Linked DNA regions of Ovis aries: all the other regions are linked to region 1. A link is a contact called in public Hi-C data. All regions are on one chromosome and are shown on one strand. Each heading gives the region's core, a stretch centred on a gene start, on an enhancer-like site or on the middle of the called end of the contact. The rest is flanking DNA. Distances are from core to core; before and after follow the strand shown. Region 1 overlaps LOC132657285 (a long non-coding RNA gene). Region 2 overlaps TIPARP (TCDD inducible poly(ADP-ribose) polymerase). Region 3 overlaps LOC105603748 (a long non-coding RNA gene). Region 4 overlaps LOC105603748 (a long non-coding RNA gene). Region 5 holds the start of LEKR1 (leucine, glutamate and lysine rich 1).

What was found. Hi-C and Micro-C count contacts between places; a contact is called where the count stands out from the background.
Region 2: a Hi-C map of tail adipose tissue shows a contact between it and region 1, with 12 times the contacts expected there. The contact joins two enhancer-like sites. A contact is called at or near these places in 8 of 16 Hi-C or Micro-C datasets (blood, hypothalamus, liver and 4 more).
Region 3: a contact with region 1 is called in a Hi-C map of skin fibroblasts, with 2.6 times the contacts expected there. The contact joins two enhancer-like sites. A contact is called at or near these places in 2 of 16 Hi-C or Micro-C datasets (liver and skin fibroblasts).
Region 4: a Hi-C map of liver shows a contact between it and region 1, with 4 times the contacts expected there. The contact joins two enhancer-like sites. A contact is called at or near these places in 2 of 16 Hi-C or Micro-C datasets (liver and skin fibroblasts).
Region 5: a Hi-C map of tail adipose tissue shows a contact between it and region 1, with 6 times the contacts expected there. The contact joins the promoter of LEKR1 here to the enhancer-like site in region 1. A contact is called at or near these places in 5 of 16 Hi-C or Micro-C datasets (hypothalamus, liver, skin fibroblasts and 1 more).

What each region holds. Positions count from the first base shown.
Region 1 is chr1:231,199,386-231,202,814 of ARS-UI_Ramb_v3.0, forward strand. All of the region lies in intron 1 of LOC132657285 (a long non-coding RNA gene), which reads right to left. Among named protein-coding and RNA genes, the nearest start is that of CCNL1, 33 kb to the left of the region's middle. Within about 2 kb of position 1,551, at least 36 of the 54 cell types and tissues checked have an H3K27ac peak or open chromatin away from gene starts, as enhancers often do. A contact at or near this core is called in hypothalamus, liver and tail adipose tissue, where this site is marked.
Region 2 is chr1:231,690,824-231,694,252 of ARS-UI_Ramb_v3.0, forward strand. The region is part of intron 1 of TIPARP (TCDD inducible poly(ADP-ribose) polymerase); the gene reads right to left. It overlaps LOC114113873 (a long non-coding RNA gene), which reads left to right. Exons shown (of 2, transcript XR_003588606.3): 2 at 32-249. Among named protein-coding and RNA genes, the nearest start is that of TIPARP, 110 kb to the right of the region's middle. Within about 2 kb of position 1,673, at least 7 of the 54 cell types and tissues checked have an H3K27ac peak or open chromatin away from gene starts, as enhancers often do. A contact at or near this core is called in liver, where this site is marked.
Region 3 is chr1:231,586,995-231,590,423 of ARS-UI_Ramb_v3.0, forward strand. The region is part of intron 3 of LOC105603748 (a long non-coding RNA gene); the gene reads left to right. Among named protein-coding and RNA genes, the nearest start is that of LEKR1, 68 kb to the left of the region's middle. Within about 2 kb of position 1,662, at least 11 of the 54 cell types and tissues checked have an H3K27ac peak or open chromatin away from gene starts, as enhancers often do. A contact at or near this core is called in liver, where this site is marked.
Region 4 is chr1:231,566,951-231,570,379 of ARS-UI_Ramb_v3.0, forward strand. All of the region lies in intron 2 of LOC105603748 (a long non-coding RNA gene), which reads left to right. Among named protein-coding and RNA genes, the nearest start is that of LEKR1, 48 kb to the left of the region's middle. Within about 2 kb of position 1,866, at least 4 of the 54 cell types and tissues checked have an H3K27ac peak or open chromatin away from gene starts, as enhancers often do. A contact at or near this core is called in liver, where this site is marked.
Region 5 is chr1:231,518,603-231,522,031 of ARS-UI_Ramb_v3.0, forward strand. It overlaps LEKR1 (leucine, glutamate and lysine rich 1), which reads right to left and starts at 1,858. Exons shown (of 11, transcript XM_060394367.1): 1 at 1,778-1,858.

The sequences.
Region 1 (3,429 bases), core at 301-2,800:
AAGTCTAAAGAGAAGCTTCTTAGAGAGGCCTGGGAAGGGGCCAGGGAGGGGCGTGCAGAGCTCTCTGGAATGTCCAAGGCTCTCAAGGAATCTGTCAGATGAGAAGGGAAAAGGAAAGTGGTAACCAGGTCAAAGGACATGAGTTTTCAGATGATTATTCATCACAACTAGAGGATGACCAACCGTTGACTAGATTACTAATCCCACGGGTATGGAGGGAAAAGGCTTGTTGGCTTTTTTGCAGTGTTTCCCCTGCCATGCAAGGGTGGGGCCCAGCACTCAAAAGCGGGGGGTGTCAGGGGGTGGGGGAGTTGGGGGGATTGAAGCCAGAATCTTCCGGCTCAAGCTATGGTTCCCCTCTCACCAGCATGTGACCTTTTTAGGCCCCAAATTCCTCATCTAAAAATACGGGCAGTTGCCACCTGGGGCTGCACTGCACACTCTGTGAGAACATTTCTCATAAAGAGGGAATGCAGCCATTATTGTTAATATGCAGGAGCCCTAATTTCTCTCCAAGCCAACTAGTGCTGTCTCAATATCAGCAAAGAGAAAGATAGGTATTTATCAAGCCATTTTGTAATCTTTGGGGATTTTCAAAGGCTTTTTAAAGCCTGAAGAAAAGCAGCCAAATTGCTTCGGTTTCTCCATCTGTTCCTCCATGTTATCTCCATCATCTTGGGGGAAAACATGGGCCCTTTGGGGAAAGGCCTTGGCAGGTAGCCACCGTCAGGCCTCCCCACCGGCTTGGAGGGGCAGCCAGCTAGCAGGTAGTCGCCCAAGGAAGGATGAGCTCGGACAGGCCACCTGAGACCTTGGGTCCAGGGTTGCCTTGTACTCTTTTGCCCTCATGGGCCACTGCCTCCATTAAAAAAATATTTTAAAATATATTTTGTTACTTCACTGGTATAAAAGTAATTCAGAACCACCGCTGGGTTATTACATATTCATCCTTAATTTCTCTGATGGTTTTGAGAAAATAAAAATATAACTGGAAATAGGTGAAGTATGAGGAGCGGTATGGCCTCTAGGGGGCAGCACGAGCTCACCAGATGCTTATGTGACCCGGGGTGGCGGGTAAACCGTGGGTGAGCACCCAGCAGCGACTCCCACCGCTGACTCACAAAGGCCTTTTGCTTCTCCCAGCGCCTTCTCGGAGAGGGCTGTGTTAGCGCCTCTCACCCTCAGCCCAGGAAGCAGAAGGGCGGAGCGGGAGTTACTGCCCCACTCGGGGCAGAGAGGCTCACCCTGGGAGGCGCAGGGCCGCGCGGGGTCACACGGTGGCAGAGGCGGGACCCGACCAGAATTTCCTGGCTCCTCCTGCCGGAGTCTGCCTCGGAGCCTCAGCAGGCAGGATGCTCCGAAGGCCCGAGAAGTTGGTGATGTCGGCTCAGCCCTGCCGCGTCCCCCATCCCAACACTGGCAGGCAGGGAGCAGCCGCCCCTTCCCTTCTTGGCACCCCTCCCCCCACATGCCTTTGTTCACTCGCTCTGCCTACCCTCCCCCCACAACACCCCACTCCCTCCAGAGTCTGGCAGGTGGGAGAAGTTCCTCCGCTCCCCCAGAACTGAGCCGGACATCAAAGGCGCACACAGAGGACAGGACGAACCGGTGCAGCACAGGGGTGGGGGGCGGCTGGGGGGCCTGGGCCAGGAGGCACAGCAAAAAAGACCAGAAACAAAACCAACAGAACACCAGGCGGGAGATGATCGCATCTCCAGGCTCCCAGGGGGAACACCCAGCACATGGCCGGTGGGAACAATAGGCCTTCCTTTCTCCCCTCCCCAGCTGGGAACGCACCCTCTGGGGAAGGGGAGAGAGGGAGAGGGAGACCCTCTCTCCCCTAGGGTCTGCCTGAGTAGGGCCTGGACCCCAGGGGAAGCTAGTTTACAACACACATAATTGATTTTCTTTCCTTTTGTAGAGGTGAGGGTGGTGCCTAAACCCATGACAGAAACTGCTCCGCCTTGCTGGATGAGCAGAAAAAGTTGCTCATTTTTTAAAGGGGAAATATGAGATGCCAGCTGACTGAAATGGATATGGCAAAAGGGCAACCCTGTTCTCTTTCAGAGAGCATCTGTTTGGTTCAAAGGGGCCAAGAAGATTCTGGAACTTTGGCAAAGTGTGGCCAGGCCTGAGGCAGGGGTACAAGGCCTTCCGCAGAGGCCCTGGGGGGTGGATGGGGGGGACGCCTGGGGGCCCCTCTGCAGGACAGAGGTGACATCCGCCACAGAACAGCCCACCCTCAGCATCACCTCACCGGCAGGAGTCTGTCTCATCTCTCACACACAGTGACCCCAGCGCCCGTCTGGTTAGGCAGGTCCAGCTAGGAAGCAGAAATGACAGGCTCATCATGCAGATGGAGAATAAGCCATAGCTGGTCTCCCGTGTTGCTCCTCTGACCCCCCAGGAGATCGGCACGACGAGGGGACAGTCTAGTTTAGGTTGGGAGAGCAGGACTGAGACCTGCTCAGGAAAGGAACAGGACCCTCAGGAGAACGCCTGGTTGTGGAGGCTATGGCTAGGGACCTTCCTGGTAGGGGGACGGGCAGGAGGTCAAGAGCCACAGGAAGAACTCGTCTAAGGAAAGTCTGCACTTGGGGGTAGCCGTGGCTTTGCCCAGGCCAAGCCAGACTCACCATGTTCGGGAATTCTGTGACACAGGATGACTGACTTCCACAACCAAAGGGGACTTTCAGGAGATCTCTTTTTTTTTTAAGCTTTTTTTGTATTAGGGTATAGCCGATAAACAATGCTGTGAGTTTCAAGTGAACAGCAAAGGGACTCAGCCATGCATATACATGTTATCCATTCTTCCCCTCACATCCAGGCTGCCACGTAACATTAGGCAGAGTTCCCTGTGCTATACAGTAGGTCCTTGTTGGTCTGAATGCTCTCGTCTGATCCCCGCGAATTGCCACTGAAAGGGGTTTTGGAGGAAATATCCTTAAACCCCTGTGTGGCCCAAAGGGACAGTGTGACTTGCTGAATGCCCCACAGCTGCTCAGAGGACAGAAACAGGAAGCCCTGGTTCCCCGATCCATGGTCTGGAGCTCCTGCTGGTAGATCACCTTGACAATGGAAAACGTAGGTGGCCTCGAGGAGCCCTGAGGACCTGGAGTGACTGAAGCCCAGGGCGGAGGATGCAAAATGGACTTTGATTTTAAGGTCAGACCGGAGAGGGAGGTAAGCCACCAAAATGGGGTGATTTATCAGAGTAGCTAGAAAGCCAAAACATGGCCAGCTGGAGGTCACCTGACAGGGAAGGACATCTGTGAAATGGTGTCTAAGGTTCCACCCATCTCCGGTGTTTGGAGACATGCTGTTCTAGGAGCCTGAGACTCCAGGGAACTCAGAGGTAGTCAGTGTGCAAGGAGCAGGCCTGGGAGGGCCATGACTCATCCCTCAGTCATCCCTGGACCCCTCAGGCAG
Region 2 (3,429 bases), core at 423-2,922, 490 kb after region 1:
TCTTTACTTCCTTTTTTTTTCTTCCTGATAGAATACTAACATGAAGACAGAACTGGAACCTCATGACAAAAATGAAGGCGAACATGATGTGGAAAAGAAGAAGATGGTATCTACAAGCTAAGGACCCTGGAGCAGAATTATATGAGGAGCTGGGTCATTCATGGCATCTTAAAGCTGCTACAGTAGTCCTAGAGTGGCTACCCTGGACTCATTGTTATATCTGAAAAATAAACCCCCAATTTGGTTAAACTGTTTTCTGTTACATGTAGCTAAACATATTCTTGGCTAAAGCAGAAACTGCCACAAGTTATCTTCTAACTAAGTCTTCCTGCTTGCAGGCTCTACCAGTTAGACAGCAGCATGACCTAGAATGTCAGAAACATAAGAACAGTCACAAAGCAATATTTCTATTCCTATAGCATTTCCTGCCAATTCCAGATATGCCAAATTATATACATGTTATATAGTACATATATTATATAACATTTTATGATACATGTTTATTAAAGAAAAAGAAAGCAGAGAGGAGACATAAGACTACCCATAGGTGAAACTTCCCAAGTCCCATTTTAACATTTTGCTATAGCTGTTGTTGTTTAGCCACTAAATCATATCTGACTCTTTGCAACTCCATGGACTGCAGCCCGCCAGGCTCCTCTGTCCATGGGATTTCCCAGGCAAGAGTATTGGAATTGGTTGCCATTTCCTTCTCCAGGGGATAGTCCCAACCCAAGGATCAAACCCTCATCTCCTGCATTGGCAGGCAAATACTTTACCACTGAGCTACCAGGGAAGCCCTGGTATAGCCCTGCTATAGTTATTCTGTCTTATTTTATTCAAAGGTTTTTTATTATAACATTATAGTATATTCATATTTTACCTAACATTATATTATAAGCAGTTTTCCACGTGGAAACAAATAGCTGTTTAACTTTCCAAATAACTAAGTTTTACTTAACTGGTTTCTTGTCACTGAACTTAACTTTAAAAACTTCTTAACTTTTCACTTAAAAAAATCATTTATTCACTGAGTGCTACATTCAAGTCACTAGATTAAATATTAGAAGTACATGTACGTGAAGAAGTGCCTATTTGAATGCTCTTCAAAACTACAAGACACAAACATATATGCAATATATATGGCAGATGCATGTGCATACTTTCTGTATGTGGCCCTAAGTCATCTGTTTTTAAATATGCTTATAGGATTGAAATATTCCAATTTTTTTTCAATGGCAACCCACTCTAGTATTCTTCCCTGGAAAATTCCCTGAACAGAGGAGCCTGGCAGGCTACAGCCCATGGGGTCACAAAGAGTCAGACACGACTAAGCAAGCACACATGTACTCCTTTTATTGCTAATTCCCATGATTCTTTTCTGCTGGATTTACTTTAGTATGACTGCTCGGTTCAGTATAGTACTTCCAATGAACAATTTATTCATGTAAAAGCTGAGATTACTTGAAACTTCAGGTGACTGAAGATCTCCTGTTTTCATTTTTACTAACAGAATGTGTGCTGTAAAGTATTAATATCTCTTTCTTGCTTTCTGATTTCACAATTATTAGTAATAGTTAATTCCCCAACAACCTTCTGGTGGAAAGACAATCATTTCTGGTTACCAGTCCAAGAAGGAAACAGTGACTAGCATGACTCAGAAAGCACAATGAAGACTTGAGATTTTAAAACAGAGGGCTTGGCTCTCAGCAATTTCGTTCTGAGAACACAGCCAATTTGCATAAATGGCAGGTTGACAATTCCTTATCTTTGAGTGCTAAGTCCAAGCTGTAATTTTTTCTGGCTGTGTATATAAGGACAGCTTATTCTCTAACTCAAAGTACATGTATGTGATATATTCAAAGTGAGAGAAAAGTCATACTATTTTTATGCAACTGAATTACTGATGTTTTAAAACATGAAACCTATTGGTGAAAACCCTATCTTGATGTTGTTACTAATGGGCCACTCTTGGAATTTATCTGAAGGAAGATTTCCTATTTTCCTGAGAGGCAGTTCTCTACTCTTGGATCCTAGAGTAAGAAAAGATTCTGGCTGAAATTTATTTACCTCAAGTGGATCTTAAATATAGTGTTGGTGGGAGAAGATTGGAAAATGCTACTAGACAATATGTCACAGCGACTAAAAGTAGAGAATTTCATCAGCAGGAATGAAGGGTGAATTAATGTAAAGCTCAGAGGTAAGAGCATGTTTTGATAAATGTAAAGTTAAGATTCATATTTTCAAAAAGTGATAGAATGTTCACTTTGCAGACCATTTCCAAGTTTTAAAAATATTTCTCATTTATAATCTCCTTTTATCTTGAAACTCACATCTTTTCTCCACCTCTGATGAGGCAACAAGATACTTCTGTCTGGGAAAAAGTGAAGGCTTACTGGAAAATGATACAGAGAAAATAGAATGAATTCTAAAATGCTTATGCCAGATCACAATCTATTGTGTTTATCCAAATTTTATTTGTAAAGTGCCTAATAATCTATTGACCTGTTCTTTTTTAAAAAAATAATTTTATTCATTTATGACTATGCTGGGTCTTGTTGCTGCTCTCAGGCTTTTCTCTAGTTGTAGCAAGCAGGGGCTACTCCAGTTGAGGTGTGTGGGCTTATTGCAGTGACTTCCCCTGTTGCAAAGCACAGGCTCTGGGGCACGCAGGCTTCAACAGCTGCAGCACGTGGGCTCAGTAGTTGTGATTCCCAGACTCTAGAGCACAGGTTCAATGGTTGTGGTGCACAGGCTTAGTTGCTTACTGGACTGTTCTTATCTTCATAGAATCCATGACAGCCAGGTGTAATCTTTAATCCCCTTCATTTTAGACCTGTTGGTTAATTCATGCAGCACACAATCAAAGTTTAATCTAACTGGTTTTCATCTGTATTAAATGATTCCTTCAGAGAAGTCCCACAATTTTACCAGGCCATTCATTCAGTCTATTCAATTCACTTCTATTGGGTGTGTACATAGCAAGTACTAGTTATGCAATAATGACTAAGATAAGTCCTACTTTCTGTTGGTTGTTTGTGAACTGACCACCCAGATCACCTGGAAAAGTCAGCTACAGATTGCCTAGCCCCACCCTAGACCTCTTGAAATAGAAATGTCAAAAGGCAGAGGATTCTGCACTTTCAAGATGTTCCAGACACTGCTGCTTTAAGAGTTCAGAGTTTAAAACACTCTGGGGTTGGAGGAAGGGAGAATGTCAGGGGGGTGGAGAGGCGTGGACTTGGGGAGGTACATATGCTAGGAGGGAAGGGAGACTTGGCGGGTATGGCCAAAAAGTAAAACAAATAAATACATTATAGTGTGGTGGGTGCTTTAATAGAGTTATACATGCAAAGTGCTAAGAATATATAGTGAGGAAGAATTAAGCTGAACTACATATCGTCAGAGAATTACTAAGATTTCTAGAATTAT
Region 3 (3,429 bases), core at 412-2,911, 390 kb after region 1:
CCTCAGAAGTTTTGATTTGTTTTCTCTGAATTTCAAAAAATTATACAGGGAGGAGAGACAAGCAAGCAATTCCATAATGTCTCTTATACGGGATCCACTTTCTAACAGTCTGTTGTGTTTGCAAAGCTTTACTCTGCTGTATCACAAGGCATGGAGATGAGTCTGTGAAAATCTCTGAGGTGGAGTGATGGGGATGGGACAAAGAGGAAATAAGCTTATATCAAATCTTAACTTGGGCCCAGAAACTGTGCCTGCACCAGTCCAGAACAGCAGAGAATACCATCTTTTTTTTATTTTAATCTTTAAATTTCTGTTCCTTTTTCTTTTTAACCAAACCGCAAAGAACCACAACCTTTCCCAAATGAATCACAGAAAATCCACAGTTCTCAGCATTTATTTTTAAATAACGCATGTAGTCATATTATGGAGTCATAAATAGCTTATATGAATCTAAAAACTCAGGTATTAAAAAATGTGTAGCCTTCTAGCCTTAATTCCAAGGAAATGTTAAAAGCTATTTATTTTTGAAGATCAGCATTATTTTGGTGACAACCTTTGAGGGTTTTCCTTTACTGGTGAAAGACAGTGATTCATCTTGCCCTCACTAAGGCAAACCCAAGACAAGCTTGCTGATTCTTTAAGAGGTAGAGACAGGGGAACTTGTTAGCAAACACTTTTCCTTGTCAGAGGCCAATTATTTTTTGTGTGGATTTTATCAAATACCTTCCAAAGAAACTGCAATGTCTTTCCTGACTTTTTTTCTTTGCAAGAGTCTCTTTCTAAGAGCACATGCAGTCCTAGGTAATTGTTTCTCATTTGTGTAGGAGTCACTGTCTTTTTATATTTGCTTGTCTGTTGATTTCCATAGAAATCACGCTTGCCCTTCTGTGAGGAGTACAGGAGTCAAGGCTCTGATGTGACCTCTGATCGTGAGAGCAGGTCCGCACAGATGTGATGCAGAGTTTCCCAGCTCTGAAACACGTGTGAGCACACAGAACTCTCTTTCCTTTTCAGTCTCAGAATCAGTGGGTTTATTGGGCTAGTGCTGACATAAAAAATGAAATGAAACATCTGAGTGTAACAGCTGCACAAAATTTGGAGTCGTGTAAACTGGTCTGACATCACACATTCTGCATGTGAGTTCCATGAGTATTCTCCATATGGTGCTAATACAATAACATGCCTACAAAGTCCCTGTGGTTTATGGCATGACGAGTTCCAGAGCTGAGGAAATAAAGCCAGGAAGCCCACACCATTTGCTGAATGGAACTGGTGCTGGGTAATGTCTCAGACTCACTGAACCACTCAGGGTCACTAGGAACAAGAAGCCACGTTGGACACCGTACCAGCAGCAAGTTTTATGCTGGTGACTCTAGTTCCCTCTCCTCAGAAGGAGTAGGAGAGAAGTCTCACAATGCTTTTTGCCTTACTCCATAGGAAAATAGATGTAGGAGTGTAAAGGAATTGCCAAAGACAGCCTACTTCTTCCTGGCAGTCAGGAAAAGGCAGGTAGAAAGAGAGAAAGAGAACATATTAATAACAGCTCGACAGAAGTCTTGGCAAGAGGCAGCAATCCTTTGCTGAAAGGCTAGAGTCCTGCCCAGGGCACACAGTGGCATTGATCAGATCAATGACGCCCCACACTGACCCCAGCTATAAACAAAAGCTGCACATGTTCCCTTTCTTCTGCTCAAGGTGGGTGGGGTAGGAGTAGGAGAGTACAGGCATTTGCCTAGTAGTTCGTGTTCCTCTGACAGGCTATACATGTGGCCTAGAAAAAATTCTGTTCTTATTTAATTTTTAAAAATGACCCAGAGACACTTGTTTATCTGCTGGCTAATTAACCTGACAGAGGATGACTTACAGAAAATATTTAGTGGCAGCTTGGCTTTCCCTCTTCACTCAGCGTAATGCTGGATTGCTTCCCTTACCATCAGTTTCCAGGCTCAGAAAATCCACACTGCAAGTGCAGCATTGTAAACAGATTTCTCTGATAGACTTTCAAGGTCAGTGAACTTATTGAATGCAGCACCTATTTGCATGAGAGAATTCATAAGTGAATATATCAGGTTGGGGTCCATCATATTTTAGGGCAGCATCTATTGGCTATATGTGACAGTGCATTTTAGCTCTGTTGGATACTAAATACATAGAAGCAGAGAGAGATCTCCCAGACTGGATTTCAAGAGTTGCAAGTGTAGAGACCAAGAATCTTTGAACCCAAGTGAGGATTTTCATGGTCTGAGAAAAGGAAAGGGAAAAATAAAAGGTGTTTAAATAGGAGAATTTAAATAGGATAATAATTTTTCCTTTAAATAGGAGAAATCTCAGATCAGGAGAGTAATGAACATTCTCAGAATGTTATAAAGCATTTCAAAATACATAAAAATCAACACTTCCTAGCAAATTTTTTTCCTCCAGTGAAAGATATCTTTAGTCATCTTAAATCATTAGCAGAACAGAATTATATTAATAGAAAATCACTTCATAGACAATTTTACTAAAATTTATTCACTCCTGTAAAATTGGAAGCACCTGTGACTTTGACACAAAATGTAAGATAAAGTTCAGTTCAGTAAGAACTGTAAGATAGAAGGTGGGCATAATACCAGAATCCGGAGAAGGCAATGGCACCCACTCTAGTACTCTTGCCTGGAAAATCCCCTGGACAGAGGAGCCTGGTGGGCTGCCGTCTATGGGGTCGCACAGAGTCAGACACGACTGAAGCGACTTAGCAGCAGCAGCAGCAGCAGCAATATCAGAATCATTGTATAGTACATTGTAAGGTCAGTTGTAAAATTCTCCTTTACTTTGACCATCTATGCCATGGCTTTCCTCTATCAGAATGGGCAATGTAAAGATGATTGTTAACGCAAAATAAATAGGTTTATAAGGAATTCTGGTCTAATCTCCCAGGGCTCAAGGTTGTGGCTTAGAATCACTACAACTGAGATCAGAGAGTCTATTTGGGGGTTCTATCCAAGTTCTAGACCCTTCTCTAGTTGCCCCAACGGAAATCAAACAAATTATACAGTGCTAATAAACTGTGTGGTTGTACCTGCCTCTGCCAGGCATACTATGGTCCTGATACATACTGTTAGATCACCACACATTATCTTTCAGGTTTTCTGCACAGTCTTTTCCAAGCAAGGCAGCCTTGACAACTTGTCAACGGGGTGTTATTCTCTTAAAATGAAGTTGTTTTCTTTTTGCCTGAGAATGACTTTCTCAGAGATCTGGGAACAGAAGCAAGACTGTACCTTTCACTGCCCCTTTAATTTAAAGGAGAAAAAAAATCTCTGTAAGCTAATATGTAGCTTCATTGGTGATTATAGTATTGCAAACTTCTCTGATTTAAACCAGAAAACAGGAAATGTCACCCTATTCAGCTGGTAGAGAAGAAAAAAAAACATGCAGGTGGATGGTGTG
Region 4 (3,429 bases), core at 616-3,115, 370 kb after region 1:
CATACATAGAGAATGATACTATTTTTTATAACACTCAAAACCAAAAAAAATAATAATAATGCATCATATTTTTTGGTGATTTGTTCTTGTCATTCAGTCACTAAGATATCTGACTGTAACCCCATGGGCTGTAGCGTGCCAGGCTCCTCCGTCTTCCACCATCTCCCAGAGTTTGCTCAAATTGACGTCCTTTGAGTCAGTGTTTGGTGATGACAGTATCCAAAACCCAACTCAAGTTATCATCGCAGACCCATGTCAACACAGGGCTTCTCTGAGGAGCAGACAGTTTGAATAGGTGCAACTGAAGAACTGAGGAATAAACTTTTTGTTCTGTGATTTGTCACAGAAGGTCTTCAGAAAGTTCACACATACACACATGCCCTGCCCTGCCCTGCCCAGGTCTGACCCAGAGGTGAGGGGCAAGGGAGGAACCTAGAGCACTGGAATCTGAATCTGAATTTGTGGGTGGTTCCTCCCTCAGCTGCAGAAGACCTTTTCATCCTGTGGAACAGGAACTTGCTTTATATCCTATCCAATGTATTCCTGCTCTGTGGCTTCTTAGAATAAACTATGGTTTATTGGCTCTTCATAGCCTTTTGTGTGCTTCCCCAGTGGCTCAAATGGTAAAGAATCTGCCTGCAATGCAGAAGACCTGGGTTCAGTCTCTGGGTCAGGAAGATCCCTTGGAGAAGAAAATGGCAACCGACTTCAGCATACTTGCCTGGAGAATTCTGCCGACAGAGGAGCCTGGTGGGCTACAGTCCATGGAGTCACAAAGAGTCAATATCTTCTATTTCAAAAAGCCAAATTTTTGCAGATCAAAAGATCTTACCCTCGGGCTATTTTATCTCCCTCAGTTAGTCAGTCAGTTCAGTAATTCAATCATGTCCGACTCTTTGCAACCCCATGGGCTACAGCACAGCATGCTTCCCTGTCCATCACCAACTCCCGGAGCTTGCTCAAACTCATGTCCATTGAGTCGGTGATGCCATCCAACCTTCTCATTTTCTGTCATCCCCTTCTCCTCCTGCCTTCAATCTTGCCCAGCATCATAGTCTTCCAGTAAGTCAGTTCTTCACATCAGGTGGCCAAAATATTGGAATTTCAGCTTCAGCATCAGTCCTTCCAATGAATATTTCAGGACTTTTTCCTTTAGGATTGGTTTCATATCTTTGTAATCCAAGGGACTCTCAAGAATCTTCTCCAACACCAGTTCAAAAGCATCAGTTCTTCTGCGCTTAGCTTTCTTTATGGTCCAACTCTCACATCTGTACATTACTACTGGAAAAACCATAGCTTTGACTAGATGGACCTTATCTCCCTAGGTAATTAAAAAACTGTTTTGAAATTAAAAAACCTAGGCAGTGACCTCTTTGTTCTCTGCTGTATCAAATACTCCTCCTTTCCTAGAACAATAAGCCTAGATTCAAGGTATACTTTTAATGGCAATGAGGGTGAGAAAAACATAAACTACTGAAAAATTCAAGAGATATTAAAAATAATATTTTCCTTTGCTTCTTAGCATAGGATTCCCTGCCCTTCAGAACAAGATCCCTTTCTATCATTCCAGTTGCTCTGCCTGATACTCTATCAATGCATTTTGCATTCAAGCTACAACTGATTTCATACTTGTTATTCCCAAAGCACAGAGCACTTTGATGGCATCATGCCTTTGCACATGTGGTTTCCTTTTGCCTGAAATACCTTCCTTTTAAGCCTGCCTCCTCATTTTATAAGATACACTCCGGAGATTAAGCTATTTTCTGTCAGTGCCAAACCCACCTTTCTCAGGTTAGAGCTGTGCAAACCAGCTTCCTTTTTAGCCATCAGAATTCCTGTTGGTTTCTGTCAATAGAGGGCACTAAAGGAAGACAGGGAGATAGGAAGGCATGAGGAAGTTGAAGGGACTAGTTCCTTCCTATTTGCTTGCTGTTTCTGTAAAGTCACCCAGCAGTGACCTTTATTTTGACAACAGCAGTTGTTTCCATCCCTAGAAGAACCAGCTTCATCCTACCTTCCTCAGAAACACCAGCACCAGCCAGTCATATCTCCTCCTCCAAGGCCTGCATCCCACCTGTGCATAGTATTTCATTCAGCTTCTAAATTCTAATAACTCTGATCTCTTCCCTTGGTTTGCTCAGACCTAGGAGGTGGTAGTTGCTTCCTGAAGTTGTTGTCTGTATGAAACCTCAGTGTTCCCTTTTTGCATTTTCAGTTCTCCAAGACCTGACTAACTAATTTCTAATATTAAATTTTCTCTGTTGGAATTCTTAATGTGCTTTTGTTTCCGTGACTGATTCTTGTTCTTTAAGTGAAAGCAGAATATGCCACCTCAAAATATGCCATTTTGACATAAGTATTATTTAGAGCCGAAGGAAACTGAGAAGAAATAGATACAAGAAAAGCCCTGTGCCCTCTCCCTATTTGCCTAAAAGACATAAATTTGTAAAGGTGTTCCCCATTCCCTTCTCTATCAGGAAGAAGTAATTACCCCAGAGATATCTACTTCACAGACCTTACTGGTTAGCCTTTATGTTCCATTAATTCCTCCATATATTTACCTTCCGCAATTTACTGCCCTAGAAACTCAAAGTCTTTTCCCTTTGTCTAGTCACTTTTCTAAAAAAAAAAAAAAATCTATTATTTTTTTGGCAAGATGCTATGAAGCACAAGTTCTAAACACCCCTTTGAGTTATTCATCACTGACTGCCCCCATGTATGTGTGCAATGCATGCACTGATAGATTTTTGCTTGTTTTTCTCTTGTTAAGCTGTTCTTTTGTCAGCCTAGTTTGCAGAGTCTCAGCCAATAAATCTTGGATGGGAAGAAAGAAAAGATTTTCCTTCCCTACATAGGACTACCTGGACCATTCATGCACTCCCTCCTCATCAGAGTGTTTGTTTTTGTGCTTCCCCACTACCTTTCAGATGACTCCTTTGAACTGCTTATCAAAATATGTTATAATGACTTTCTTATATGAATGTCCCATTCCTGGGTTAGTCTCTCAGAAGTAGAGATTTTTGTCTTATTCATCTTTATGATACCTGTGCCTGTCACAGTAAATATACACTCAGTAACTTGTCCTTGAATTAACAAATGAACAATCAAATGATTGCATGAATACTATAATAGTGATGCATTTTATCCTGCTAAAACTACAATGACATCTCTTTATCTATAGAATAAATCCCAAAGCATCCCTCAATCTGGCCCTTTCCTCTTCAGGTTTATCTCCATCCCACCCTTTTATTTCAGCCACATTGTATGGCTCTCAGCTCTCAGAACATCCCTCCAGGCCTCCATCCTCACTGTCCTTTTGTTGTCAGAAAAATGGGGTGTGAGAGGATAGTCATGTTCCAGGTCTCCAGTGAATCCCTATCACTGGCCGCCAAGTGAGGATCCTTGGCTTTGCACAGGAAAGAATTCAAA
Region 5 (3,429 bases), core at 608-3,107, 320 kb after region 1:
CCCTTGTTAGCAAAGTTCCATGTTTAATGAGCTGCTGTTTAAAATAAATAACTAATGGGCTGTCTTCCAATCTAAAGATAAAGGTAATACAATGTGTATGGACAGAGAGAGTAAAGTTAACTGACATAGTGAACATTGGCCCGCATGGCCAAGTACATAATAATCTGATGTTTGGCAGACTGTCACAGTGATGTGGCAAGAGCTCATTATTCACAGAAAGCTCATTATTCTCATTTCTGTCATTTTACAGTGAGCTCACCATCAGAAAAATAAGATGGCTTCATCTTAATGAAACTCTATTGTGAGCAGAATTTTTCCTAAAATTACCAACTAAATTTCCTTTTTAAAATTTCACACCTAAATGTATTTGAGAGCATGAATCTAGTGGCACAGTGGAACAGTATCGTTATTGTAAATCTACTCCAATTTTGTGGCCTTACTATACTGAGTGGGAAGAATTGGTAGGTCTGATTATTGAGGGAAATTTTTAAAATCCTGCCATCCAGAAAATTTCCCCACGATGCAGAAAGCAATTTTATTATCACATAAGCATTTAACTAAACTGTGATGCACACCTAATCTGCTAATAAGATTACAAAGACAGAAAGAAATCCCACTTTTTAATATAGCCAAGCACGTACACTCCATTACATACATGTTCTCAAGATAAAAGATAATTTGTCCTCAACAGAGCTTACTATACTCTATTTCATAGTTTGTTTTAAATTCACCTGGTAATTGAAGTAGCCACCTGTGCTAGCTAACAGCGTTTGTTCAAATGAATACATATCTCTAGACAAAGCACTTGGTTACTAGAAGCACTAAACTCCCAAAGTAATATGGAGATATGGGTCCTGTTTCCCTTGATGTTTACATTTTAAAGAAATGGCTCCCAGGTCCTCCAGAAAAACATTCTGGGTCTTCAAAAGATTTGCATACATACATGTTGAAGGAACAGAGGAAGCACACAGCCGTAAAAGGTTTCCCAAGAAAGGAATGGGACAGATCTCTTTCCCTTTAGCAAGAGGGGGAAAAAATTTTTTTTAACTTAATTTACTCTTTCATTATTTTGCTTTTTTTTTTTTTAAAAAATCAAAGAGGCCCTTTTATTCTCTCACATTACACACTTTGTAGACTCTTCTTCGACATGAGGTGCGGTGATAACCGGCGGTAGCCGCGTAGGTATTGGTGAACCTGCTCTGACAGGGTTACAAGGAAGATGTCAAAAATACAGACCCATCCCTAGTCGTTCACTTCCGATTCCCTTCATGACACCAGTGTCACGCTGGGCCATTAACTCACGTTCAGCTTTCAGGCCCTTCCCTAAAGAACTATTCCTTTAGTGTGAATCACCACAGATGAGGTCAAGGTCAGGTGAAGAGGGAGTTCACGTCCTGAGACTTTCTGAAGGGACAGGATTTTCCAAATAGAAACTAACTGCAAGTACAGCCAAAATCGGCTGCAAGGGTTTTGAAATCTGTCCCTTTATAACCCCGTTCCCACGGGACCCGCGGAGGCGGGAAGAAGAAAAGGTGCGGGGATGAGGCCTATCCTAGCCACGCAGAGAAGAGGGCACCCAGCTGGACGGGCTCGCGAAGACTCGACAAAGGCAGCAGCTGGGGTCAGAGGCAAGGCGCGGGGCCCACTCCCCGGGCGCGGCACCACGGCTCGGCTTTCCGGCTCTGCCCCCGGGGTGCCAGCACGCCTCTTCTTCGGAACTGCGCGCCGGGACCAGATCATTCCAGGGCTCAAGAAAGCCTTTCCTTGTCTCTCTCACCTATACTTCGATTCCGCCGGGGGCAAAAGGCTTTCCTGGTCTCCCAGGAGACCGTGCTGCACGTCGGCCTGACGTCAAGGCGCGATGACGTCACGACCCACGCCGCTCGCCAACGCGGAAACAGGACACCCCTGCGCCGCCCCGGGCCAAGTCCTGGGCGGAAGCTTGAAGTCTCCTGGCTGGGGTCAAAGAACGGGCTTAGGTTACGCTGGGTACTGTGAGTGGGAGGCAAGGGACGCTAAGGGCGAGGCAGAGGAGGGCGGGCTGGAGTCGTGGGGGCGGCTGCAGGGATGGAGGGAGACATTTCCAGCCCAGAGGCGGGTTGGAATGACGGTGGCAGAAGTGGAAGACAAAGTCCGTCTACCTCTCACCCCTCAATGGGGTCGCAAAGAGTCGGACATGACTGAACGACTGAACTGACTGTGACCCTTTATTATAATTTTTCTTCTGTCAATTTTTCTCAGAGGTCATTGACCCCTGAGATAAGAGAAGAAAAGAAAAATTCTTCCTAGTTTTTGGAGTCTATACAAAGTGATACCCTAGGACTTTCCACGTGGTTCACACAACTGTGTTGTCATGTTAACATTTCAGTTCAGTTCAGTCGCTAACTCGTGTCCAACTCTATGACACCGTGGATTGCACCACGCCAGACCTCCCTGTCCATCACCAACTCCCAGAGTTTACTCAGATTCATGTCGATTGAGTTGGTGATGCCATCCAACCGTCCTGCGGTTTGTGGGGTGGCAAAGAGTCGGACATGACTGAAGGACTGAACTGAACTAGGAGTTCAGTTTTTGTCATCTGTTCAGCAATAAATTGTATACTAAATTCTTTTTAGCCCTGAGAATATTATTGAACAAAATTTCCAATGAGACAAGTTAGGCCTTGAAGAAATAAACATCTACTTTCAAATATTCAAAGTCAAGCTCTACAATGAACCCTTTGATGACTGTAAACCTGTACTCTTGTGGCCTGTTCATTACTGATAAGAGCTTCACCCAAAAATGTACTGTGTGCCAAATATGTTAATAGTTATCATATGAATATATTGATTTTTAATTGAGATATAACTGAAATACATTAGTTCCAGGTATCCAACAAAATGATTCAATATTTGTTTATATTGTAAAATAAAGGCAATAAGTCTAGTTAACATCCATCACCACAGATAGATACAATTTTTTTTTCTTATGATGAGTGCTTTTAAGATATGCTCTCTTAGCTTCTTTCAGATAAACAGTACAGTATGTTACAGTGCTGAAACACTACATCCACAGGAATTATTTTCATGAATATATTTTAAAACACAAAAAGAATAAAGCTCTAACAGTACTCATTTAATACTTTTGTAATGAATTTGATGCTCAAAATTATTGTACTGACAGTTCTTTAACCTTAGCATCCAATATCTAGCCTATAACAAATATCAATAAAATCAGACTGAAAGTTGATAACTGCCTTATACACTCTAAAAACTTTTTAAAGAACTTGCTTTTTTAATGAAATTATTATTTCTGAGATTTCCATAGATTCTAATGAAGCATCTAATATTTGTTTTGATAAGTGATTGGCAGCAGTGATTTCATTCTGTCTTTACAGAGATGAAGTTCATGTTTCTGCACCTATAATTTCAGGTAACTATGGAATTTATA